2 separate regions of the Sus scrofa genome follow, and region 2 is linked to region 1. The links are chromatin contacts, called in public HiChIP or PLAC-seq maps. All regions are on one chromosome and are shown on one strand. Each heading gives the region's core, a stretch centred on a gene start, on an enhancer-like site or on the middle of the called end of the contact. The rest is flanking DNA. Distances are from core to core; before and after follow the strand shown. Region 1 overlaps NFIB (nuclear factor 1 B-type). Region 2 overlaps LOC106509171 (a long non-coding RNA gene).

The links. HiChIP or PLAC-seq counts read pairs in DNA pulled down with a chosen protein or histone mark.
Region 2: a contact with region 1 is called in an H3K27ac HiChIP or PLAC-seq map of skeletal muscle. The contact joins two enhancer-like sites. A contact is called at or near these places in 2 of 47 Hi-C or Micro-C datasets (retroperitoneal adipose tissue and subcutaneous adipose tissue) and 1 of 2 datasets of contacts at active chromatin or transcription factors (skeletal muscle).

Annotation. Positions count from the first base shown.
Region 1 is chr1:208,293,582-208,300,964 of Sscrofa11.1, reverse strand. The region is part of intron 2 of NFIB (nuclear factor 1 B-type); the gene reads right to left. Among named protein-coding and RNA genes, the nearest start is that of NFIB, 110 kb to the right of the region's middle. Within about 2 kb of position 3,979, at least 35 of the 83 cell types and tissues checked have an H3K27ac peak or open chromatin away from gene starts, as enhancers often do. A contact at or near this core is called in skeletal muscle, where this site is marked.
Region 2 is chr1:208,924,721-208,932,103 of Sscrofa11.1, reverse strand. The region is part of intron 1 of LOC106509171 (a long non-coding RNA gene); the gene reads right to left. Among named protein-coding and RNA genes, the nearest start is that of MPDZ, 250 kb to the left of the region's middle. Within about 2 kb of position 3,298, at least 3 of the 83 cell types and tissues checked have an H3K27ac peak or open chromatin away from gene starts, as enhancers often do. A contact at or near this core is called in skeletal muscle, where this site is marked.

The DNA of each region.
Region 1 (7,383 bases), core at 2,730-5,229:
CAGAGCTCACAGCAACACAGGATCCCCGACCCACTGAGGGAGGCCAGGATCTAATCCGCATCCTTAAGGATACCAGTCAGATTTGTTTCCTCTGCACCACAATGGGAACTCCCAAAATTACTGTTTCTATAAGCCACAACTTGCCTTGACCGTCCCAGATTCTACCTAATTGACTTTGGACACTAAGTACCCCCAACCTTTAAAAATTCTCCCTCCCTTTTCCTTTGGGGAAACCAATCCTTCCTAGTTCTCAGTCTGTCTTTCTGGGGCTCCCTTCCAATCTTCATGGCTCTCTCCTCATCAGGAGACCTGCTACACATCCGTCCTCACAATCCCCTGAGAGGACCTCCATCCTGTCTTCCTTTGTTCCTCTGAACAAACTCAACCAGCTTCATGTTTACAAATGTGATCCATTGGAGGGGAACTCTAAAGCTCTATTTCTAGTCCTAACCTCTTTTTTTTTTTTTTTTTTTTTTTTTTGTCTTTTTATCTTTTTAGGGCCTTACCTGCGGCATATGGAGGTTTCCAGCCTAGGGATGGAATCAGGGCTGTAGCCGCCAGCCTATGCCACAGCCATGGCAATGTCAGATTCGAGCCGAGTCTGTGACTTACACCACAGCTCACGGCAATGCCATATCCTTAACCCACCAAGGGAGGCCAAGGATCAAACCCACATCCTCATGGTTACTAGTCAGGTTCGTTAGCCACTGAGCCACAATGGGAACTCCTAACCTCTCTTTTTAACTGCAAATTCCTACTGATATCACCAGTGCACAATTCTTGCACACTCTTAGCACCCTCATCCACACCTCAATTAATAGCACCCACATACACCATTTAGGGAGATGGAAACCCCATCTTCCTAAAACCTCACATTAAGTTGTTGGCCTAAATTCCATCTCTTAAGGCCACTCCCTCAGCTCCTTCCAAAATGCTACTAAAATACCTCCTTGAGCCTTCATGTCTCATCTGACAATAGTCTGAACCTCCTCAGGCAAAGAGAATTTCCTCTTCACAATAAAGTCAGACTCCATCCTCTGCACTGCCTGCAGGAAGCACACCATTTCAATCCTTAAAACACTTTGATAGCTCATGACTGCCCATAACAATCTATGACATCCTTAGCACAGCATTGAAAACTGTTCATCATCTGGTCCTAGCCCAGCCGCACTGCTCACTAGGCCATCAGACAACTTCACCTTGCACCTCTTCTTCTATCTAACTTCTCAATGCCTAAGCTCCAACATGCCGGGGAAACTCCTAGAACACGCTGTGCAAGTGCAAGGCTCTATGCCTTTGCCCGCACAGATTCTATCTCAGAAATATCCCTTTTTTCACAGCTAGATGAACTCCTAACTCACCTTCCGAAGGCCTTGAATTTTGTCTATCTTCCTTGAATCTCACTTTCCCCCACCTAAAGAGGCCAACCCCCAGGCCTGCAACACCTTGCTCATATCTCCAATAAAGGCCTTTTAACACTGCCTCCTGGTTGGCGGCTTAGATGCTGCTTCCCTGCACAAGACTGTGACCTCCTTCTATTGTACTCTGTCCTGTATAATTCAGGGAGTTCATTTCAGCTGCAGAAAGGATATTATCTTGGATACACCGTCCATGAAGAAATTGAGACAAAGAGCATTAATTTCCCAAAGAAAAATAAAACAATCCAAAGAAAAGTTTCATAATGACCTACCAATTTATACAGTTAATTAACAGTTAGTATTTAGGATTCCAACTTGTACTTACTAGATTTACCCATTGTTTATTTTAGGGGAAAAAAAAAACAACTTGGGATAGACCGTGATGGAAGATAATATAAGAAAAGGGATATATACATATATATATATATATATATATATATATATATATATATATGTGTGTGTGTGTGTATTCATATATGAATGACTGGGTCGCTCGCTTTCCTGTACAGCAGAAATTAGCACAACATTGTAAATCAACTCTACTTTAACAAAAAGTTTGTTTGTTTGTTTTGCTTTTTAGGGCTTCACCCGTGCCATATGTAAGTTCCCAGGCTAAGAGGTGAATCGGAGCCACAGTTACCAGCCTACGCCACAGTCATAGCAATGCCAAATTGGAGCCGCATCTGTGATCTACAACCACAGCTCCCAGCAACACCTGATCCTACCCACTGAGTGAGGCCAAGGATTGCACCTGCATCCTCGTGGATCCTAGTCGTGTTCATTAACTGCTGAGCCACAAAGGAGACTCCCAATAAAAAGAATTTTTTTAAAAAAACTACCACCAACACAAGATTGAGCACCAAAAGATTCCATGATGCATCATCCTTGGAGCTCAGTCTACAGCAGAGGACAAAACATTTTTTGTCCTTCTCTTCATGCAGCATACAATTTAATCTGTGTTGTGCTTTTATCACTTGCTAACAGGTAAAATAAGCTGCTTAAATTTTACAAATAAACAGTATCCTCAGGTATTATATTTTGAAAATAGAACTGACATGATACACACACACACACACACACACACACACACACACGGATTTAGCTGTGAGACAAACATTTTTTGTTTGATTTTTGTTTTTAAAGAGTAAAACATCTGAGAGAATAAAAGCCATTGCAAATGCCTTGTTTAGCTGTGATGAGCAGAATGCATAAAGGTAATATGATGGCAAAAGAGCTATTGGAGGATAAAAATAACAAGACTATAAAATAATAAGAGTACAACTTCAAAATTCTCTGACCACTATCATCTCTCAGGATGGCTGAAAGGGATCTGGTGATGAGCTTTGGGAGCTGAACAGAAGAATACAACTTCAAATTGAAAATTACTTTATGGTCACACCCCACAGATTGAATGGTGTTGGAGCCAGACTAAACGAGGCACTCAAATGGAGTCCTGAGGGGAAAATATAAGAATGGTTTGCTATTATGAAAATCCACCATTAAGTGGAGAAAAAAAAAAAAAAGATAATTTTTAAAAACCATAAAAACCAGAATCAAGGCAAAGTTTCTAAATGGTAAGACATGAAAATATGAGCTGAATGCCTTCTTTGTCTTTAAAAAATGAAATATCCATACGTTTGGCATGTATATGGTATTCTCTAATTTATCTGAGAAATGTGTAAACACATCTATGCAAAGAGCTATCATGAAATGTGATGTCATATTCCTTATGAAAAAAAAAATTCCCTTTCTCAATGTCAATTAAAACCAAATTTAGCTTTAAAACTCTATGACCTCTACCATTTTTTTTTCTAGGTTAGCTGAAAAGGATCTATTGACTAGCTTTGTGAGCTGAAGAGTTGAATGCTACTTTAGATAGAAAATTATTTCTTTCACTCTATAAGAATAATTATCACGGCGATTACACAATTATTATAATTATATCTGTAAGAACTGTTATTGGGAATTTATCTCTGAAACAGTCTCATGCATTGCAGGGGACATTTATCTTTTTTAATGATCACCAACACAAGTGTCTTTTTGTAGCTATATAAGTGATTCTACCTCTTTCTATTAATATCCTCTCGCAGGCTGAAGAAGCCAAAGGAGACAGCCCCCACAGTTTTCTCCCCTTAAAGCAACTGTTTCCGTCAAGCCGGGCCTGTAGCGGTTTCTGAGACAGAAAGCTTACACTTCCCCTTCATGGCAGCACAACCTTCACCATGTGCTTTCCTATATGCATGGAAACCCCCCAACAAAGCCCCTCCAATCTGTGTTTCATAAACTGTACTCTACGAGAAGTAGCAATAAAGTTTATTACAGACCTAAAGTATCTGCCTAAACCCGGTTAATTGAAAAGTGGGTGGAGAAGGCTGCCAAATTAAATGTTTACATTAGCACAGCTGTATTGTAAAAACATTCTGCCCCCTGTGCTTTGTAATTATAAGATATTTCTGGACTGTGTATCTCTACAAAGTTTATCTCCACTGCCAAGAGTGTCTTGGCACGGAGCGGCTGCAGTTTTTGGCAGCCAGGAGCTCGCAGCGCGGGCAGGATCTAAAATGGCTGCCAAGCGGCCTCGTGAAATGTCGCCGGGCCGGCCCGCCTCGCCTCGCCTCGCCTCGCGCGGAGGCCGGAGGGCGGCGGCCGCCGGGCCTCGGAGCAAGCGCGGAAGCACGTTTCCCACTGCAAGGGGCTCGGTACGACACCCTGCTTCACAAAGCGGCCTGAGACGCGAACGCCAGAGCACCCCGGGGACCCTCCCCGTCGCAAAGGGGCGCCCAGGGGTCTCCCCTGCATTTCACTGAGGCCTAGGCCCAGAGGGCCCTCTCCTCGTGAGAGAAACCCGATCAACTTTGTGGGAAGAAGTAAAATAAGAACGCCCCACTCCGGGGACATGTACTCCAGCAAAAGCATGAGCCAAGCCCACATTTTCCTATTTGCAAGGGCATGATTTTGACCCGGACTTAAAGTCTTTCGCAAAGCATGGGTGTATGCAAAATGAAAACCTCCCAAATAGTTCACGGGCTTCCTTTTCTTTCCTTAAGAGGCTGTGCTTCTCTTACATCATCAGAGTAACACATTTTAAGGAAGGAAAAAAAAAAAAAAAAAGATTTAGACCCTTCTATGGCAAACATCCAGAGCACAAAACCCACTTAATTGTAAAAATCGAGACCAAATCCATGGTGTATGCAAGTTCCAAGGATTGACCAAAAGGAGGGAGGGCAGGGGAGGGAGGGGCTGACTGGAACTCTTAACTGTCCAGGCTGCTCGGAGTAGGAAGGCAAAAAGCCCTTAAATTATAAACTAAAATGCTTCAGAAGGACACCTAGATCTCACAGGATGTGTACTGTCTCTGTCCTGTCTTTTCTCTATTAAAGTCCCAGCTAAAATGCTGTGTCCACAGCTGCCAAATACTACATAATGAGGTCACTGGATTTTTTCTTTTAGGGTGTTCCACAATTGTAAGCTTAGGTTGAGAGACACGGCAGGCCTGGTGTACTATACTTCAATCATTACTAAGCTTCATCTGAATCCAACATTGTCTCTGACCAGAGAAAATTCAGAAGTGAAAGATGAATTCCATAATGCTGACCTGGACCTGTGGCACTCATTACACTCATACTGCTTATTCACTAAATGCCCAGTCTTTCGAGCTTTAATTGTATGTCCACACACAGCACAGCCACACCAATGATTTCCACTTTATTTCTTAAAATCTTCAACATTATAGAATGTCTAATGTCTCTGTAATGGTATATTTTGAATACTGTCTATTCACTAGCACTCACTTGAAATACATACACACACATACCTCTTGGACCTTTGTAAGACAGAACATTTTTTAACCACTGTTAAAAAATTCTGAACAAAAGACATTTAGGGATTTTCAACCCTTGCTTAATTAGTTATCAGGAGGATCAAAGTCCCATAGTTGGAGAACAGCAGGCCACTCTTAACAGACTGGTGAAAAAAGTTGGTATGTTCAGAAAGTATCTCCAGTTTCCTGTAACATATATTTGCTTTTTTTAGGGCCATACCTACAGCATATGGAAGTTCCCAAGCTAAGGGTTGAGTGGAGCAGTAGTCACTGGCCTACGCCACAGCCACAGCCACAGCCACAGCAATGGAAGAATCAGAGGACCAGCACCCCACCCTCCCCATGCCCTCCCCTGTCTGTGACCTACACCACAACTCATAGCATCCCTGGATCCTTAACCCACTGAGTGAGACCAGGAATCGAACTCGTATCCTCATGGATACTAGTCAAGTTCATAACCACTGAGCCACCATGGGAACCCCCTTACTATTATTTTTAAAACTTGAGGTTTGGTTTTTTTGTTGTTTTTTTTTTAACTTTCCTGAGAGTCTATAGTTTGACACTGCCAACTTATTAACTTTCCCTCCTTGAGAGTTCCTAAGTCCTAGAATGACAAACTGTTCAACAAGCAGAGGAATTTAATAAATGTTGATTGATCACTACTCCATGCAGTGACTTTGCTATTATACATAGAAATATGGGATTAAGACAACATATTTGACACAAAAAAAAAGCTAAAAAAAGAGTTTCCAATTTCATTTGTTTCTTTGTTCTTATGTGGGTCATTTTGTGTATAGATTGCCAAGTGGGTATATTCTGTAACCCCAACTAAGATACAAGTTTCTGAAAATCATATACTCTAAGTCTTGCTGAGTATACACAACAGTAAAATACATATAAAATCAATCTCCACCCTGGAAAGGATCCTAGTGAGGACCGATGTAATTAGTTAAGGAAAGCACTAGTGCCTCTTACCTTTGTATGTGTTTAATATGTTCCTATATCTCCTCTTTCTTCAGCAAATATCTTGTGGATAAAGAGCAATAAAGTAACAGTAAGGCTAACAGTGGATGGGCATTTGTTCACATGTCCAAGGGTGCCCTCAATATGACATGTGCATTTCTCATTCTTGAAACAAACACTGAGGGACAGGTATTACTGTTATCCCCATTTTCAGATGAGAAAACTGGCCCAGGACTATTCCACTAACAAGTACAACAGCCAGAAATTAAACTCAAACAAATCTGACTCCAGAGTCCATATAAATTTGCTGTTTTCTTAAATCAGAAGGGTCACCATTAGACAAAAAAGAAAGAGACCAGGTAGATGCTATTCCTCTACGATTACAAGGTTCTTTGGGCAACTTTCCTAATTTTTGGCACATACATTCCAATTTTCTCATCGGAAACCTCCTTTGGGCGGAGGCTGCTGAAGGTGGTGAGTTTATGTTGTGGTTTGGTAATGTGCACAGACTGGGAGAAGGATGAGACCAGAAACCCTTTTTGCCCGTGGCAGGCCACAAATTGAGGACTGAGTCAGTGCATGCAGTTGAAAGGCAAAGGGCCAGCTCAGCGCCGTGATAACATGTGAACATCAGACACCCTCCTCAAAGCCACGACCCTCTTCATTCCCCACAAACCTCCTAATCTCCCACCAAAGTCCCGAGACTTCACCACAGGATCAAGTAATTCCCCCTCTAAGCCACATCTCACAAATGATAGTCTGATTTCTCCCCCTGTGCCATTTTTTTTCCATGAAGTTACTACGGTCTTAGCTGTACTTAACCGGGGTTTAGGGTCTGATTGTTTTCTACTGAAACAACGTGGCTGCAGAGAAGCATCAGTTTCCACTGCCACTGAAAGAGATTCGCCAACACCACTGTCGCAACGTCCTCCTCCTCCTCCTTTGGTGAGCATGATTCAAAGAAGCACAAGGTCAAAGTATTTCTTTGCTTCAGGTTAGGTGGTGAGTTACAACACAAAGCAGAGAATTTCCAAACTCGCAAGGTCAGAGACCACCTCACCTTGTGAGGTATGAGGCCTCACTTTGAAAAGATGGCCAGCTGCACTTGGGTGCTCAATATCTAAGTTGAATGATTATTTCCCATTCCCCAAATAGCTTTATTCCACCCTCTGAATCATCTTT
Region 2 (7,383 bases), core at 2,049-4,548, 630 kb before region 1:
TTCCTTGGTCTGACTGAGCTTACTATTCATTAAGTTCTCACCTAGTCCCCAGGTTTTGGCAGAGGACTTTAAGGTTTGGTCATTGTCCATAGTCAACTACCTGGGACTCAATTTTAAAGTCATTTATGAAAGTAACAACTTATTACTACCCCCATGCTTTCTTTAATATTGAGTGATATCATGCAAAGCAGGCACTATAGAATTTCTCTCCTGAAAAGGGCCTTAGGTCATATCCCTTCACTCCTCCATTTATAGATGAGGAAACAGGGACCTGGGGTGCCCAGACAGGTATTTCATTGAAAAATACTTCCAAGGATATTTTATCTATTTAATAATATTTCTACCTCATGGTATGGATGGAATTATATGAATTAAGGTCTTTTTTTTTTTTTTTTTTCTTTTTTTGTGGCTGAACCTGAAGCATATGGAAGTTCCCAGGCTAGGGATCAAATCAGAGCTGCAGCTGCCAGTCTACATCACAGCCATAGCAACAAAAATCTGAGTCACATCTGCAAACTACACTACAGCTCATGGCATCACTGATCCTTAACCCACTGAGTGAGGCCAGGGATTGAACCCACATCCTCATGGACACTATATTGGGTTCTTAACCTACTGAGCCACAACAGGAATTCCGTGAATTGAAGTCTTAAAAGATGGATTTGGAATTTGGACAAGAAAAGACTCGCAACATTAATAATACAGAAAAGCATGTAGAGGTTAAAAGGATGATCCAGTACAATATATGATGCTTAGATATTTACAGCATGTTATTTTAACATACATTCTCTTATCCTGCCTTACAACACACACTTACCTTGTTAAAAGTTATTGGAAAATGGAAGACATACTTAGGGAATTGTTCAAGAGAATTTCATCTCATAGTCTCAAAAGCTAAAAATATTCCATGTTTGTGTATAAGCTATTCTCAAGCATTGTTTATGTTTAGCAAAGCATTATATAATCTTTTGATTTAAAGCTCAGCTACCTCTTTCATTAAATAAATAATTCCGAATATCATTATTTATTTCCTTTTGGAATCTTAGCAGATTAAAAGATAATTCTATGTATCTTGGCTAGCAGAAAACTTTGGTGTTGGCTTTGCAATTTATACATCCTGTTTGTATTCTCTTGCATTGTGAGATTTCCTATTTGCTTATACATTACCCCCCTTCTACTCCTACAACCCTCCTTGTTTTTCCTACGCAATTATAGCTTACCTACTAAAAATTCAGTGAATGCCACAGCCAAGGTATTTCATGTTTAGTGATGTTCTTTGGCAGAAGCCATTTACAGTAAAATAAAACACTACTAATTTGAACAGAAAAAGGAAGAGCTATTTATATATATGAAAGCATGGCAGGGATAAGGTAGTTTTTGCATCTTTATATCTCAGAATTCAACTTCAGTGAAAAGAGAAGGAGGAAAAGTTTCACACACAGTTTCCATAAAAATTAAAAGGCGTTGCTGATGGAAATGAAAGTATGGGTCTTCAAAGTGTATGGTCAAAGAAGTAAAAATCTAATACAATACTTGATCAAAATGAGTGAAGATTATTATTATTATTTTTTTGTCTTTTCTAGGGCTGTACCTGTGGCATATGGAGGTTTCCAGGCTAGGGGTCGAATCGGAGCTATACCACAGCCGCAGCAACGTGGGATCCGAGCCGCATCTGTGACCTACAGCACAGCTCATGGCAATGCCGGATCCTTATCCCACTGAGCAAGGCCAGGGATCGAACCCATAACCTCATGGTTCCTAGTCGGATTCGTTAACCACTGAGCCACGACAGGAACTGCATTGTGTGGATTAATTTTGTGTGGATGTGGATGTGACTGTAATTTGGAGAAAATCTGAATGATACAACAGGAAGTGATATTTTCCCCAACAAGCAGGAGGCACGATTGATTCCCACCTCAGTGGCGGCCACAGGCAGACCATCAGTGAAGAAACATTTAGTAGTTTTGTCCTGTGAGAGGACTCATGTTTCTGTTTCTTTTTGCCTTCGAGAAGAATGTAGAAGTTCAGATTTAGCTTTTAAGAATCTGCATTACATCAAAAAGAGAGTTTAATGAGATTATATTCCATACTAATTATAATAAATAATAGAGGGTTAATATGAAATTAAAACTACAAGGGCTAGAAAACATAGGCACACTTCCGTATATAAAATGCTGTGGTTCTATGCCTCTTCAGTTTTGCTAAAAGTCTGCATAGGGTATATGATGAAGATGATGCATAAATAATTACCTTTAGTCTAATTTTCCTCTCTCTCCTCAACAATTTTTTTTTTAGGGCTTCATGTGCAGCATATGCATATGGAAGTTCCCAGGCTAGAGGACGAATTGGAGGAGCTGTCTGCCAGCCATAACCACAGCCACAGCAATGCGGGATCCAAGAGGAGTCTGTGACCTACACCACAGCTCCCAGCAACACTGGATCCTTAACTCAGTGAGCCAGACCAGGGATCAAACGTGCATCCTCATGCATACTAGTCGGGTTCATTTCTGCTGAGCCACGAAGGGAACTCCTAAAACAAAATTTTTTTAAAGCCAAACTTTGTTGTGGCAAATTGAATATATGCTTGAGTTTTTCCATTTCCTTTTTAATTTTTGGTAAGGTTCATGTAAAGTCAGGGGGTAAGGTAGAAAAAAAAACCAAAAAACTTGGAAACATGCTCTTGCCAGACATTAAACTTCTATAAAAAGATTTAACACAGCAAAACCAAAACAAAAGAGGGGGCACATTCACCAAAGGATGTGATACAGCTCTGATACATTTGCAGCAGGATGTGAATGCTTTCAGTTGGAAGATTGCAATAGGTAGAATATTTCTCTTCTTGCTCCCTTTCATAGAATTTCAACAGTGGATTAGTATTTTTGGATGATGTTCAAAAAGTACAAAAGTAAAAGACTGATGATATAAGTCCCATCATCTACAGTTTCATTTCATAAGCCTTTGCCTGAACCAATCATTTTGGAAATGTGCTTGTGCTGACCTATAACTGTTTTTGCTCATCAGCTCAGTTTAGAAGTAAGGCATGAATAGTGTATTTTTATTAGGAGTAGTAAATTTTACATTTCTTTCAGAGGTTAATCTTATTCATGTTTTAGACATTTGATGCTTAAGGGTTTTAAATCACTTTTCAAATCCCATGAAACATACATAATTTCAGCTCTTTTTTATGTTCTGAATAAAGGGCCACATTATTTCCTACTAGTTTGTCTTCAAAGGGCGTGGCATTCCTCTGCTGTACTTGGCAGGCTGATCAACAACCACGAGGAAGAGATCATAGATCTGCCTTTGGCGGTTGACAGTTGTGCTCTTTTGTTTATTGGTTTACTTTTCACCACACTCCTCTCCCCTTCTTCCAAATCTCCTTTAAATTTTTTTTTCTACTTTTCTTACATGTTTTGCAGCATATTCCAGCCTTAAGAAATAGCTAGGCGATTGTTTTTAAAAACTACTCTCTCCTCTTCAACTTGTTTTTAAAAGGGTTTTTGACCCCTTAAAAAAAAAAAAAAAAAAGTTGACCTACTTCAAATTGTAAAGAGCAGAGTCTGGTTTGGATTGTTGAACACATCCTTTTAGGATAAATGGAGACATGATGATGGGATTATACATGAGCCAGACTTGTGGCTTCTGATATTTTCCTTATTTTTCCACTCTAGCCACAGAATTAACACTGAGTCTTAGAGAGCGTTTCTCTCAGGGTGTGATAGAAGGATTCTGAGTCCTTTGCTCTAGAAGGACACATGAACAGCTAAGTTTCTATTTAGAGTAATTAGAGTAAGTAGCTAATTTAAGGCTTCTTGGCACCTAAGTACAGAGAACAGCCTGAAATGGCTCTGCTGTCCTCAAGCTTGAAGTACTGCCAATGTGAACACATCAGACAAATTTTGATGCTAGGAAGGTAGTCATATTGGGTTCTACTTAGGTCTGGGAAATAAAACGACCCTGCTTAGTAGATTAAGCAAGAATAAATAGTAATGCTTCATTTATCTTGAGTAAATGTAGTGTGTAACTAGGTATTTGAATTTCTTCCATTTTTGCCTAAATTGTATTTTTTCTTAAGTGATATTAAAGTTGGTAATCTGATGGTAATTTTAATTTACACAGGATAATTAATACCCTGATGGATAAAACCCACATCCTTAAGCTTTAAACTCTTCAAGAACCTTGGCATTTGATTTGCCTTTTAGGGACACTAGGGAAGATGTGCTGGAAACTAGTCATCAGGCTATTTATGGTGGTGATCATCTACACAAGGTACAAGGAAGTTGGAGGAGCCACAGAACTTTTCCAAACAAAAGTCTTGGTGGGGAATGTGTGATTTGACTGATTCTGAATGTAAACACCATGTGCAAATGGAGAGTTGTACCATATTGGCAGGTCCTTCCTCTCTTTAGTCGATGTCTCCTTTGTAATTGTTTGCTGATTCTTTTGCATTTACTTCTGCCAACCCTGTGGCTGCCTTGTGTCATTCCCACTGACTGTCCTTTGCTCTGGTATCAGTTTATGTCTGGTCTAGAGCTAGCTCTATGGAGGTCGACTGGATAGAAGGCTAGGAAAAGGAGACGGAGGAAAATAACATCTTCCTTCTCTGGCTACCATTGTATTTGACTCTACTTTATTATTTCCAGTTCACAGGGAAAATTAAGAGTTTTTCACAAAGAATGACAGTACCCTGATTACATATGATTTTCATAGAAGAAACACAGCACTGAAAGGGAAAAAGCCCATAGATATCACACATGGGAAGAAAGCATAGCTCCTGTACCCTGGGGAAGCAGAATCTTCTTGCTCCTGGAAAAAAGAAGGCATATTGAATCCTCCTCATACCAGCTTGGCACAGAATACTGAAGGCATATACATCTCAGAGCAGGAATCCATACTTATGGTGTGAACTAGTTTTGTCCTGTTTAGTGGAGGAGGTATCTCTGTCAGGCACTGTAGCCAGAGATGGTTCTAATGGTAGAATGCCTAAAACCGATTATATCTATTGGGTGAAGATCAAGTTAGTGACACAACAGTTACAAGCCCAGACCAAAAGCTGACAGTAAGATCAGCAGCAATATGGCAAGGCATTATTATTACTTGGTACGCAAGATGTCATGGGAGCGGCAACAAGTACGGTGATAGGAGGGGTTCCTAAGGCATCAAGGCAGTAATAGCACCATTATTTTGATGAGGAGAGATTGACTGTTATCCAGGTTTATGGATGCAGAGACAAGAGTTTGTGAGTTTCTCCAGCTCTACCTCAGCCCTCTTTGCTGTTCTTCTCATCCTTCCACCAAATTAGATGCCAGAGAACAGAAGATACTAAGACAAACTAGAGTTGCAGTATTTACTCTTATGGAGATTTATCTGCAGGAAATTCTTTGACTTACTTTTGTTTCATTACTCAATATGTTATTTGATTGTTCTACTCTGCCCTGATGGCTTCATCAATACACCAGTTTCCTAACTTTCTTAGGAAGCAGTTTCCTGTGGTGGATATATACAAGGGCTCCTCCTGAGTCTGAGAAGTCTAGGTCTGAGTTCAAATCAGAAATTCTTGCTAACCCTCTCAAGCTTTGGTTTTGTTAAATGACAAATAATAATAAATAATCATTATAACAGTACCAACCTCATGGAAATGTTGTGAAAATTAATGTAATATTACATGTTGAAGGCTCAACACAGTAGATACAAGCTAACAGTTTGACTACATCTTTTGTGTGTTATCAAATTCATGTGATTTCATGTCACTGTAAGTGGAAAAAACAAAAGTAAGAAGAGTGTGCTGAGGGGCGGTGGGAATGATGGTTGATTGATTAGCTACTCTGTACTAGGCACTACCAGAGACATAGGAGCAATAGCAGGAAATAAGAACAAGTTCTCAATTGATCTGCAGAGTCCTCATATAAAACTGAGAAAAGTCAAACAGTTAAAAGTCTAAAAATAACAAATGTAGGAGAGGGTGTGGTGAAAAGGGAACCCTCCTACACTGCTGCTGGGGATTGTAGATTGGGTTGGTACAGCCACTATGGAAAATAGTATGGATTATCCTTAAAAAACTAAAAATTGAACTACAATTCTATTCAGCAATTCTACTCTTGGGAATACATCCAGAAAAAAAGAAAACACTAATTCAAAAAGATACATACACCCCAATATTCATAGCAGCACTATTTATAATAGCCAAGACATGGAAGCAACCCAAGTGCCCACTGATGGATAATTGGATTAAGAAGTTGTGATATATATACACATGAGAGAATATTAGTCATAAGAAAGAATTAAATACTGCCATTTACAGCAACATGGATGGACCTGGAAAATATTATACCTAGTGAAATAAATCAGACGTAGAAAGATAAATACTATATGATATCATTTATATATGGAATCTATATTGAAAAATAATACAAATGAATGTATATGCAAAACACAAGCAGATTTGCAGATACAGAAAACAAACTTGTGGTTACCAAAGAGAAGAAGGAAAGGAGGAGAGGAAAATTAGGGGTATGGGATTAACAGATACAAATACTCTACATAAAATAGATAAGCAACAAGGAAATACTGTATAGCACAGGGAATTATATCCATTACCTTATAATAACCTACAATGGAATACAATCTGCAAAAGTACTGAATCACTCTGCTGGATGTTTGAAATGAACACAATATTGTAAATCAAGTATACTTAAAAAAATAAAGATTACCACTAAAAATGTGGCTCTTCATAGGATTCTTACAAACCAATAATCAGTTAAAGTGAAATAGAAAGGAAATACATTTGGCAAATAAAAATGACTTATGTAAAATCAAATTAGAATCATATTTACCAAATGACAAAATAAATGTACACTTTAGAAATATTTAGTATGGTGATTCCGACTATTATGTTAGGCATTAAGTAAAGGCAACAAATGCAAAGAGTGATGGTAGAAGCTGTGACTAAAATTGTCTTTCTTCCTATCAGGTATGAAAGAGGTATCAAAAACCTATTGACAACTAAAGAGTAGTTTCAATTCCACTGAAGATACAATTGAAGTTCAATACTAAGTAGGAGGTGGAGGAAATACACCAATCTTCTGGATAAATATACTACAACATTTTTTATTTGAACACAGTGGTGTAGATTAGGGAGTATGGGTTTTGGAGACAAGGCAAACCTTAGACTTTATCCTGTATGACTGAGGACATTTACTTAACATCTCTAAAACTCAGCTATCCAATCTGAAAAATGAGATAATAACAATTAACAGGAAAATTGCCAAGAGTGTTAAAAATGTATAGGCAGGTTGAAGTGCAGAATAGTGGTGGTATCTGTAAGTACTAGCTTTCCTTCTCTCTCTCCCTTTCTTTATCTGTTCCCCTTCTCAATCACTTTGC